2 separate regions of the Mus musculus genome follow, and region 1 is linked to region 2. The links are chromatin contacts, called in public Micro-C maps. All regions are on one chromosome and are shown on one strand. Each heading gives the region's core, a stretch centred on a gene start, on an enhancer-like site or on the middle of the called end of the contact. The rest is flanking DNA. Distances are from core to core; before and after follow the strand shown.

Region 1 (5,998 bases), core at 1,900-4,399, 750 kb after region 2:
ACATAACTCTAGAAGCCACTGCGATCCTATATATAGCTACTGAGTTGACACTTGAGCACAACTCTCCTGAGTTTGTATGTGTGCGTGTGTGTGTCTTGCTTTTCCTGAGCAGCTACTGATCCTCCTGCTTAAATATATGTTAAAATTTCCTCTTAAATTCTAGCTCTACTTGACACTAGCTTGTCTCAAACATCTTTTCAACAGTAAAGTTAAGAATGCTGTTTTTGTCAGGTGGTGGTGGCACACACCTTTACTCTCAGCACTTGGGAGGCAGAGGCAGGTAGATTCTGAGTTCGAGGCCAGCCTGGTCTACAGAGTGAGTTCCAGGACAGCCAGGACACAGAGAAACCCTGTCTCCAAAACCAAACCAACCAAACAACAAAGCAGCAGCCCGGTTTCACCTAGCTAGAAGGAAGCTGCTTAGGCAGCCGCAGGCAACGGCATGAAACTGTTTCCGGCTCACGTCCCAATGTGGCTGACCATTATTGGGATATAAGCGGCTGGTGCAGGCACAGTTCAGTAAAACTGGAAGACCCTGGAAAAGAAGGATGAGAGAGACTGGAGTGTATGTGAGTGGGGTCCAAAACTAGGGTGTGGGTGTAAGAGAGAATGGGTAGGAGCTTCCATCCCAACTGTTAGCACTTTGGGCTCTGTCCCAGTTACCTGGCAAGAAACAGGTGTGGCTGATTCACTATGAAGGGGCTGCTGGCCCTTTCTGCTCTCTCTTGCCTGCTTGCTCTCCTCTCTCCATTCCCCTCCCCCCTCTCTCCATGTGCTCATGGCTGGCTTCTACTACTCTACTCTCTCTGACTTTCTCTCAACTCCCCTCCCCCATGCCTTAAATAAACTCTATTCTATACTTTGCCTTCTTGTGTCTGGTCCGTCAGGGGGAAGGGATGCCTTGGCATGGGCCCGCAGAGGCACCCCCTTCCCCAATACCTGACCTCACAGCCACTAAACATAGTCCTTCCCTCTCTTTATAAAGCACAACACTAACCTGTCTCTTTCACTCCCAAACCACCCCCTTGCAGAAGTCCAGTTTGTAATCTGCTAGTGCTAATCTGGAGTCAGGGATGGGACAGGACTCAGGGGAGTCTGAGCCCCACACAAGCACATTGTCTGGCCTGGAGTAGCACCCTTAGCTCTGAGAGGGTGGGACAAACCAGAAAGAGGTGAACATCCCGTGTGAGGAGCTTTGTCAGGGTCTCAGTCCTGTCAGACCAAAGGTCGTGTGTGTGTGTGTGTGTGTGTGTGTGTGTGTGTGTGTGTGAGAGAGAGAGAGAGAGAGAGAGAGAGAGAGAGCAGAGAAGTAGAAGCAGGCCATGAGCACATGGCGAGAGAGGGGGGAGGAGAACGGGGAGGGGCAAGAGGACAGCAGGAGAGAGAGAGAGAGAGAGAGAGAGAGAGAGAGAGAGAGAGAGAGAGAGAGAGAGCTAGAGCTTCCTTCCCTGGAGCACTGTGGTTTTCTTAAACCTGCTGAGTCACCTGACTCCAGGCCTCCCTCTACCACACCTGAGGGCTGCCTCAGATTGTCCTTGGAACACTCTTTCCCCCATGCTCAGGAGCTACTTAGATAGAACTCAAGCTTTCAGGTGCCATGCCAGGCCCTACTTAGCTGGCTTTTGCTGGACTGATTCGTGCCTTTCTCAGCTGCCATTTTAAGGAGTGGGGAACCCTCAGGGCATGCAGGACACTATGCCCTTACTTTCTATCTAGGCTGTCAGCCCCAGGGCCCCTTTAGCCAGCTCCTCTCTCCTGTTCCCTGTCTGGGACCCAGTTCACACAGTCACTGGCTGGGGAGACCCCCCTCCTATATCCAGCCCCATGGCATACATTATCTGCAGGTCTGTCACCAGGCCATGACAGCACTGTCCACAGAGGAGTGCCCAGCTCCCGACAGCTGGGGCAGCTTTCTCAGTCATAAGAAGATCATGGCAACCTTATCAGGAATACAAAGGCTAGATTTGCTCAGCTGGAAAAGACATGTTTAATGCATGTGAGGCACTAGTTTCCAGCACCACACACACACACACACACACACACACACACACACACACACACACGCAAATGCACGTCGAGCAAAGAAACTGATTCAGGGAGGGGAAGGATAGTCTACAAGGGCGATGGCTGCTGCTTGGCTTTCTGGTTTGTTCCAGCCTCTTTCTTCCTCCCGAGTTCCATTTTCTCACCCTTAAGCAGCCTCTACGGCAGGGCGGACCTCTTAACGTCTACTGTTCTTGCGGAGGTGGAACCTGGAAGAATGGAGCCTGAAATGAGGAGGTCTAAAGTCTCAGAGCTTTGGGCAGTTTACATCCGAAGGTTCGGAAGAATCACCGGAGTGAGGGGTTCAATCACAAGGACAGCTACACGTGGCAAAGCCCACATTTCTTTCCCACAGAAACATACAAACAAAAACCAACTGCCTCGTAAATAATCTGAGGTGAACTCACTCTTACCCGCTACACCAGGGAGGGCACACAAGCACCTTCTAAGAACAATTCCCTGGGTTAGAGAAACTGAGGTCATAGGAATTCTTGTTGTTTTGTTTTCTTGGAATTTTCTGCCCCAGCCCTCACATGACTCTGGGTCCTTGTCCCGACCTTGTACTTTGCATAAGGACACTTCAGGGCTATTCCACATTTTACCATCCCTGCCTTTATGTAAATTACAACGGTAGCCCTAGGGCCTGACCTCTCCACCCTGAAAGGTTCCCTTTGAGCCTGGAACCTTTTTTTTTAAAGACACTTTATTGAGCTCAGATCCCTCTATGTGCTTCCTCCAGAGTTCTAAGCTCATCCAGCTAAACTGAAATTACAGATTATTATCTCTTTATCCTTATTGGACCATCTCCAGACCCAGCCCAGGGCAGTCAAAATCATACAGAAAGAATTAGTGTATAGCTAGAGCCCTTCATTCCTAAGGGGCTGCACGGGTGTTTAGCGCCACCTGCTGGTCAGCTGCTGGAGGCCTTCCAATAGGAACAACTGAGCTCCCATGGGAGTTGACTTTCACCGCAGTCTTCACTCAAGAATTCAAGGCAAAGCTTCTGGTACTTCGCGGAGCAAGGATGAGGTGGTGTTCCTGTGTGTAAGACAGCCTGGAATCACCAATAATCTTCCTGACTCAGCCAGGACCACAGACCCCCTGCTGCAAAGTTCCGAGAGCAGCAGGCCTGGGTGCATTCCGTAGTGCAGGCCTATCATCCCAGCAATGCAGGAAGCTGACTCAGACTGAAATGACAAGTTGAAAACCTGCCAGGATGACAAAGAGAGTTCAAGGCAGTGTGTGACTTTCCGACCTCCTACATACTAAGAAGTAATTCGCTCTTGAGCTGTAGTCTTGTGGTGCCAGGGAAATGTTAGTGATCCCCCCAAACACAGACAGGAGCCAATCTGATGCAACTCATAGCAGGGCCTTTACTCAAGCTAGCTCAGGCCACCCAACACACCGCTGTCACACAGGACAGTTTTGGTGGGGGATGGGATGAGATCCCCGAATGCCTATCTAAAGTGTTCAATCACAAGGACAAGCTTACATGTGACAAAACCCACGTTTTCCTGTGGAGAAATACAAACAAAAAACAACAGCCAGTTGTTGTAAATAATTGGAGGTAAACTCACTCCCATCCACTACACCTAGGAGGCAGGGCTCTCTAGGAAGCAGCGAGCAGGGAGCAGGGATGGAGTACGTGTGCATGCATCTGATTGGCAAGCTCCTGTGGTCTTTAACATAACTGGCTGGTGCTGGGAGTCGGATCATAACTTAACTTCTGCTGTCCTCTGCATTGGTGGTCGTTAGGCAGGGGGTGGGCTTGTAACCCAGGGGTGCAGGTTTGTTGAGGAAATAACCTGGAGACACTGGTCTTATTGAGGGTGTAACCTGGAAACGCTGGTCTTGTTGGCGATTAGCCTAGAGACCGGAGCTAGGCTCGGGTCTTGTTGAGGGGTAGCTTGGAAACTAATGCTAGGTACTGGCCTGTTAGTTTACCTGAATTCAAACTTAGGGTCAGGGTCTCCAAAATGGAATGTGAATTTAAAAGATGTGGCATCCCAGTCTTTCGTCTTCTTTTTATTTCCAGTACTTGTTTGTGAGGTGTTGGGTCGGATGGACCTGAGGATGCCAGTCAAGTCCTCCCTCCGCCACTGAGCTGCATTCCTGGGCCCCATTCTTTTTACTGTTGAGGCAGGCTTTTGCTTAGATGCCCAACTTGTCTGGAACTTTCCATAACCAAGACAGGTCATGAAACTTTAATTTTCCTGCCCCAAAAGCCCGAGTAGAGTAATTTGGGAGATTTAAGTTGTAGTTTAAAACAAAACAAAACAAAACAAAACAAAACAAAACAAAACAGGTCTCTTCTTTTCCTGAGAATCACAGGGTCTTGACAATGACCTCGTTTTGCCTGCCCACCTGGGCAATTCTGTGCGCAGTAGCTGTGAATTCGTGTGTAGACACCAGCAAGCTCAACACATTAGTGACAGAAGTACCAGACATCTGCACTGTATCCTGAAGACCTGGGCTGGCATCCCAACTGCCATACCTTGTTTCCTCCGGGTCCCCTCCGATAGCAAAGCTATCTGCTTCTGCGACATATCCCGGACTCCATTTCACGATGAGGAACAAGTGTGGTCTTTGAACCAAGCCACTGAAACAGGATGGGTTTTCTCAGAAGGAACTCAGCTCACTAGGTCAGGCAGTGCAGCCTGTGGAAGGGAAGGAATTCCAACAAGGCACTCATGGGCAGTGGCTGGCTGTGGGTCACACAATGGGGAAAGGGATGGCAAGGACAGAGGCTGAGAGCTGTTTGAGGGCTCAAGAGAGACTGAGTGAGGCGTGAGTGACCAGCTGTGGAAGTGACGGGAGGGAGTGTAGTGACGGGAGGGAGGGGAACCTTCCCTGTCCTAAGGGGTTTCCTGATGCTGGAACTGAGGGCAGGCCTCACTCACTTCTCAGCCTGAGTAGTTCTAATGTTGTAGGACACATGTTGCCTTGCTTCTGTTATAGGGATACTCATTTCACAATATGTTGGAGTTCAGTGCCGGTAGTGAGGCAGTGGAGGAGACAGGCAGCCTGGAGAATGGAGTCTCTCTCCCACCAGCTTGGTGGACGGCTGCTGAGCTATCCACCTTTCCTGTGGTGTCAGTATTTTTGATCCTTAGGGTGTACCAAAACCCTGTTGTGTTAACTCATGTGGGGCAAACAATTTTGGACTCAGCCCCCTCCCCCATACCCCCTCCCCCACACCTCTGTAACAGGTCCCAGACCTTAGCACAACCGACTCCATGATGGAAGTATCATTCAGGCTGTAAAACTCAGCACATAGACAGCTCCACCTGCCAATATGGAAACAAAGACACAATCTATCAAAGTTCTGGGAAAATCTCCGAATGTACCACCTTGCTTTTTGTCTTCTGTAGTTCCACTTCTGGCTAACTGGTCCTGCTGACTGAAGTGTGACAACCCAGAATATAGTTCTTGTGCTTAGGGCTGAAGAGATGGCTCGGTGGTTAAGAGCACTGACTGCTCTTCTGAAGGTCCTGAGTTCAAATCCCAGCAACCACATGGAGGCTCACAACCATCCGTAATGAGATCTGATGCCCTTTTCTGGAGTGTCTGAAGACAGATACAGTGTACTTAGATATAATAATAAGTAAATCTTTTTTAAAAAAAATTCTTGTGCTTAAAAGCTCACCCTGAATAAGGCTCAGTGCTACACTGGGATTCCATATCCCCAGTGTAGTAGCCAGCCAGCTAATAAAGACTTTCTATTTTGGCTTAAACCCCTGTCTGAACCCTTCTCTGGTGTAGTTAGTTACCCAATTCAGAGTATTGGGCAACCTGTCCCAACACTTCAACTATCCCCTGACATGAACAGCACCAGACAGGAATAAGACCACTCAGGCAGGGTTGCTTCCCTTTAAATTTTTTTTGTTTGTTTTTTTAGAATTTTAAAAACGTTTATTTTCATTTTATGTGTATTGGCATTTGCCTAAATGTATGT
Region 2 (6,214 bases), core at 1,441-3,940:
CCAATAGTTACTGAACACCAGGCAGACTACACCTAGATATCAGGATGTTCCAGACAAAACTCTATCTCTCTTCTTCCTGGGTCAAGTATGGAAGGGGAAGAGGGAACTGGTCTGGACTGGAAAAACGAAAAAGAAACTTTCAGATGTCCGTAAGTCTTGTATAATCTGTCTGGAGGTAGTGGCGGCCACAAGAAAAAGATGTCCTGCTGCATTTTTATACAAGAGTGAGGGTGTCTCACCTGGTATGTGAGACATCTCTCTTTCCTTGTCCCCCTACTATTTACAGCCTCCAACTCTGTGCTATTAGAAGTGTCTCAAAGAGACCAGACCTGGAAAGAGTCTTCAAGACATTTCATGTGATGCCCGAGTCCTGGGGGAAAACAGAAAGGAAAGAATGGCTTGGGAAGGCTTGTTCTCACAGCCTGCAGCCCAGTGCAGCCTAGCCCAGTGGTAATTAATTGGTATACATGCTCTCTGAGTTGACAAGTGTTTATTCTACAAAATCTGGATCTTGGATCCAACAAGAAAGTGCATTTTTCCTGGTGAGAGTCTGGTCTGATGAGGCCTCTTGTGACAGGGCGGCTTGCTGGACAGCACATCCTGGTTGCAGCACGATTTCCTAAAAGCTCAGAGTTTCCACAATGGGTCTTGGGGAGTCCCCACCCACATCCAGACCCAGTGCAGCTGGCCTATCCTAGGCAAGGTGCTTCTGTCCTCCAGGGGCCACCACAAGTCCACTGCTGTCAGTGATGAGAGGCCCTGGTCATAGCATTGCTCTTGTGACTGTGGGATCTCTATCCTCCTAGGCTACATGGCAGTTGTCAGCTCCTCCTTGTCTCAGAGACACTCCATCCCATTCCCAACACTCCTTGTTTCACAGGAGGATAGCCCAGTGCCTCAAGGACAGTGTCACCCAAGTAGCCTCTATGCAATGACAGGGTCCAAAAGTACAGCCCTCATATTGGGATTAGTGCCCTACGGAAAGGGCTGGAGACTCTTACCTCTTTCCCTCCAGTGAGGACTCAGAGAGACAGAGCTACATCTCAAAGAAGGCCCCAACCAGGACCCTACTTTCCAGCTCAACCTTCAACTTCCAGTTGCCAGAACTGGAGGTAGCAAATGTCTGGTGCTTATGGGGCCTCCTGGCTGTGGATATTGGCTATGGCCACTGATATTGATCTTTGGTCTCCCTCAGCCCTGCCCAGCCTTCTTCAGCCTTCCTCAGCCCCACTCATTTCCCTTTAGCTCTGCCCTCATCCTTCAGTACTCCCTCTCCTCAGCCCCACCCACTTTCCCTTAGTCCTGCCCCTCATCCCTCAGTGCCCTCTCTGCTCAGCCCCACCCACTCTCTTCTGGCACTACCTTGCAGCGGCCATTGCCTTAGAACCTCCACCTCCAGCTAGTGTGTCTTCCTGGGAAGCACTCTTGAGTCCTGTAAAAGGTAGGCTAGGAGACCTAACATCCACTGAACCCCCTGGGGCACAGACACCTACAGAGAACTCTTACAGGTTCTGCCCACTGTCTGTTCTTGTTTCAGAGATTCACCACATGGGCCAGGAATCGAAGAGCTCCAGGTCTATCTCAGCCACCAGAAATCAGGATATCCCTGAAGCAAGCATACTTTATTAAAAAGATATATTTATTTTTATTTTATGCACGTTCATGTTACACTTGTATGTGTATTGCATGTGAGCCTGATGCCCGACAAGGCCAGAAGAAGTCGTCAGAGCTCCTGGAATTGGAGTTACAGGTGGTGGTGAGCCACCATGTGCGTGACAGGAATAAAGCACTGGGCTTCGGGAAGGGCAGCCAGTGCTCTTAACCCCTGAGCCATCTCTCAGCCCCCAAACCTGGTTTTCATTTGGGCATTTTGACCCCAGCTCACTAATGTCTGCCAAATCTTGCAGCTTTTCAGTTGCACAAGAACAACGTCTTATAAAACCTTTGTACAGCTTTTCTAAAACTTTAAAAGAAAAAAACAGAACAAAAAACTCTGGCCTCCTCGTTCCCTTCAGGCACAAATCCTAAAGGATGCAAAAAAGCAAGCCAAAAACAAACAAACAAACAACCAAACAACAAGAGAACCCCATAACAACAGCAACAGACTTCTTGGTTGAAAGTCAGGCCTTGGGTGGGGGGTGATCAATTTCAGGTGAGGCCAGGACTGCCCCAGAACCAGCTACAGGGATCTGGGCGTCAGAGGGGAAGCAGCTGAGACACATGGGAAAACCTACGCTATGGGATGCTGGAGATTGCACGCAGCCTAAGTGACCAAGACAAGACCCCAGAAAGTCCCCTCCTGCTCATTTGTCTGTCAGCAAGTCTTGATTGTGAATCACAAATTTTGTCCATCCTTCACTCTGGGATGGAAGGACTTGGTGATTTTTAGCCAGGCAGGCGGTGGACAGTTCCTTTCCTTAGCCCTCTGCACATTGGGTGGCTTTCCATCTGCCCCCTGTCACCCCACACCTCAGGATCTTTATTTGTAGACTTGTTCACAGAGCAGTTGTGCTGAGTTAAAATTCAGTTTTCAGAAAGGCTGCCTAGACGCCCGATGGGAGTGTCATTTATTAACATGTGAATGGCCCCTGTCGCTGGGAAATAAAAAGAAATTTGACCTTGCCAGTACAGCCTGGCCCCTTCTCCCCACCCCAAGGAAAGCCTTCCTTAACCGTCTGGGCCTAGCGCTTTTTATGATGCAGATTTGGAAGGGAGGACACAAAGAGAGGGTCGGCCGGGACAGAGGACACAAAGAGAGGTGGCCGGTTTGCAGGAGGAGGGGGGTAGCGAGGGTGGGAGGCGAGGGAGAAGTGGAGTGGGGTGGGGGACTGACAACACCTCTCTTGTGGCTGGGGCTCTGCTTTGGTGTGGAGAAAGAAATATGGAGGAAGGGCGGCAGGAACTGGGAACAAAGTCTGGGGTGTGCATCCACCTCTGTCACAAAGAATCCTGAGTGAGAGAGGGGTGGGGTTGGGGAGGCGGGGATCGAGGAGGGCTTCGTGCCTGTGCCGGGAGTTCACTGCAGGCTCTAAGCAGGAGGCCAGGTGTGTGTGTGAGCCTTGTTGGGCTCAGTCTGCCATTTCTCGGCCTGCCAGCAGGGCGGGTTCCAGCTCTTTCCTTGGTTCCTGGTTGCTCTGCCAGTCGGTTCAGGCCCGTGGGGTTCCCTGCCCCACACTCACTCTAAAACCTCCTCCCGGAGATCGCCCATGGTTCCTCGGGCACCGAGGCTGCTTGTGCGCACAGAATGATGGCTGGGGCAGGGACTATATTTGCTCCTTGGGAAGAAAAGCTAGACCTGCTGTGGGAAGGTTCCACACATAGTAAGCCAAGCATGGGGCTGAGTGCAGAGAAGGCCAAGGCCCCTTCCCAGGAGAAGCTGTCCAAGCGAAGACCTGCCAGCCGAGTCCACGGGGCAAGAATATATTGTCCACTGGCAAAGGAATACGTGGGAAGGGAGATGGTGCAAACATTTTCAGCATGTGCAAAGGCCCCGGGGCAAGAAAATGTGTATCCTGTAGCTAAAGACTCCAGTATGGCTGAGCTGTTGTGTATGGAGCCCCATGTAGAGGGAACGCTGGTTTTCTACTGTAGGATCTTGTTTGATGCTTGGCTTTTGACAGCTACTACAGGGAGCACTGAAGCCCAGAGGGCCTCTCGTTTCTTCCTCTGTCAAGGTGCGTGCGTTCGTGCGTGTACTCTGGGACACTGAGGCAGGATCCCTTCTTTGTCACAAGACCCCCTTTGCCCTTCACCCCCGACTTTGCCCCAGCGCTTGACCATGAAGCCGGGTGGCACAGCCGGCTGCCTGTGCCTGCTTGAGGACCTGTGGTTGCAGAAACAGCTGGAGGGAAATCAATTTGTTCTTTGCTACAGTCAGACATGAACCAATTAGAGCTGCCCCATGGGGCCTCTGTGCTCAGGGAGAGAGAACAAGCCCGGGCCTGTTAATCCCTGCTCCCACCTTCTACCAGCCAGCAAAGTGAAGGGTGCAGCTGGAGGAGGGCCAAGCCTGCTCCCTCCTCACCGCTCCCCTGGATCTGTGGTTGACCTTTGACCTTCCACTCCATGCCCAGCGTCTGGGTGATTTCAGAGGTGCCTTGGGGCTATGCAGAAGTGGTGGCCCGAAGAGCACCCACCTCAAACCCCCAACACCAGGACTGGCCTCCGTTCTCAGAGCATCCATCCAACCCACCAACTCCACCCATACTGGACAGAAGAGGTGCAGTGCACAATGTAACGGATTTCGTGTCTCTCTTTGTGCCACAGAGAGGCCCAGGGAGGGGCACACGCATCAAGCATGTTGAGGAGGCTCAGCCAGGAGCGTTCAGGGTTAAAAAAGACCTCCTCAGCAGGATGCATTTGGGGTTGGGGGCAGGAGCTGAGATGTCCCTCTTCGAGGCTCCCTCATGCCAGCCCTATCAATGTCTGTGAGAACTGGAGTGTGCCAGCTTCCTGCCTCCTTGTTGTCCAATGTCCAATGGGAACTTGTGAGAGTCCGCTGTCAAGACAGTTCTTCCTCTGGCCACTCACCATGGTTTTCTGCCCCTGCTAACCTCATCCCTACAAGCTGTATCTATGTCCCTAGCCAGCGCTAGCCCACCCTATGGCTCCAGGCTGTCGGAAGTCTCTGGATATGAGCCTCCCCTGTGAGGCCCCCTTGGGGGCTCTGAGCTTGTTTTCCAGGAAACAGCACGCGCAGGCCAGAGCAGTTCCTGCTGCTTCCTGGAACTGGCCTTCTAAGAACTGGATGGGGGGGGGGGACTTGGGGTGGGCAGCTACAGAGGGGCTCTCTGCTTCCTCCAGGTAGTGTGCAGGTATGTGTAGAGAGTGGCCTCTGCTGTCAGGCAGCAGGGGATACCCTCCCAGCTCTGCCACAGGCCCTTCTCAGCACACCCCTAGCCTGAGTTTTTGGGGTTGGGGGTGTGACCATGGGGTAGGGCATCTGTTACTGAGCTCAGCTGTCTCCTGTTGGAGCCACTTCATAAGCGCCTCCTGCTGGTCAAGTAAGCCCTTGGGCAGATCCCGGTACTGGGTTTCATCTCGGTTTAGAGGGAAGATGTCATGTACGTCATAAGTCACCTGTGTGTGAGGTACCAGGTGTGCTAGCTAACTGACACCCTGGTGTCAAAGGGGATTGTGAGCTCCGTGCAAAAGGTCGCCTGGTGCCTGCAGGAGAGAGCTGATGTGATGATGGCTTTGTGAGGGCAGGAAGGCACACAGCTGGGACAACAGAAGAAAGCCTGGGGCCTCTGGAGACCTGAGGCTGGAGGTCATCAGGGGTCCTGGAAGAGTCACTGTGGAGGTCAAAGTGGGAATCCGAGAGGCTGTGAAGGAAGATATCAGTGCACAGTGGGGATGCTCAAGCTTGGGCATTGTGCCTGAAGAAGGTTATAGGGGAAGGCCAAGCCTAGCCTGACCCAGAGAGGTGGTTGCAGGCAGACTGCAGCTCGAGCAGGGACAGGGCGTGGGATCTGAGGACCAGGGCTTTGGGGTGCACACAGCTGCTGCATGCCCTGCTGAGCAGCGGGGTCTTAGGCTGGATTCCAACTCCTCCCTGCTCTGGGGAGCAGCTGCAAACCTCAAAGTCCACAGCAAGGGTGGGGAGATGGCCTTGGCCCAGAACCTGTGCTCAGAACTCACAGCTTGGAGCACAGGGAAGGGGACCTGTCAGCGTGAGGCCTGACTTTCTAGTAATCTCTGTCAAAAGAGAAACGACAATAGAGTGAGGCCGTTCTAGGCGAAGCGCACAAAGACACCCAGGGACACACGTACTAGGGAGCACCACTGGGAGACGCAAGTGCACACATTACAGAGGTTGTGGGCGTGTAGGCACTTGGGCTGATCCTGGTACAAGATGCAACACACGTTCACCAGCATACATGTGCATGCGGAGATATGACAAGTCAATCACACTCAGACACATGACCCTAGCTGCTAGGAGACTATCCCTGGCCCTGACATCCCAGGGCCTAGGTGTGGAAGACAGGAGGACTCCTCACCCTCCACAGCCGCCTCCCGCTATAGGAGAAGCAAGAAGAAATAAGGACAGTCGCAGGCACTGAGAGAGACTTGCTTCCAAAAGAGGCTGTGAAATGGGTCTGAGGAGTGAGCACCCTCTGCGGTGCAGCCTGCCACAGCGCCAACTCTGTGGAAGAGGAGGAGTAGGAGTTGGAGAGCGGAATGAGCGTCAGCTGGGACCCACTTGCCTGCCTGC

The links. A called contact is a pair of places that touch in the nucleus more often than the background predicts.
Region 1: a contact with region 2 is called in a Micro-C map of embryonic stem cells, with 3 times the contacts expected there. The contact joins two enhancer-like sites. A contact is called at or near these places in 1 of 484 Hi-C or Micro-C datasets (embryonic stem cells) and 4 of 115 datasets of contacts at active chromatin or transcription factors (embryonic stem cells and pancreatic cancer cells).

Annotation. Positions count from the first base shown.
Region 1 is chr12:110,700,167-110,706,164 of GRCm38.p6, forward strand. No RefSeq gene overlaps it. Among named protein-coding and RNA genes, the nearest start is that of Hsp90aa1, 6.8 kb to the left of the region's middle. Within about 2 kb of position 3,150, at least 128 of the 459 cell types and tissues checked have an H3K27ac peak or open chromatin away from gene starts, as enhancers often do. A contact at or near this core is called in embryonic stem cells, where this site is marked.
Region 2 is chr12:109,945,826-109,952,039 of GRCm38.p6, forward strand. Gm34554 (a long non-coding RNA gene) reads left to right here. Exons shown (of 3, transcript XR_381936.1): 3 at 1,538-1,653. Among named protein-coding and RNA genes, the nearest start is that of Gm34554, 27 kb to the left of the region's middle. RefSeq lists an enhancer at 679-4,469. Within about 2 kb of position 2,691, at least 54 of the 459 cell types and tissues checked have an H3K27ac peak or open chromatin away from gene starts, as enhancers often do. A contact at or near this core is called in embryonic stem cells, where this site is marked.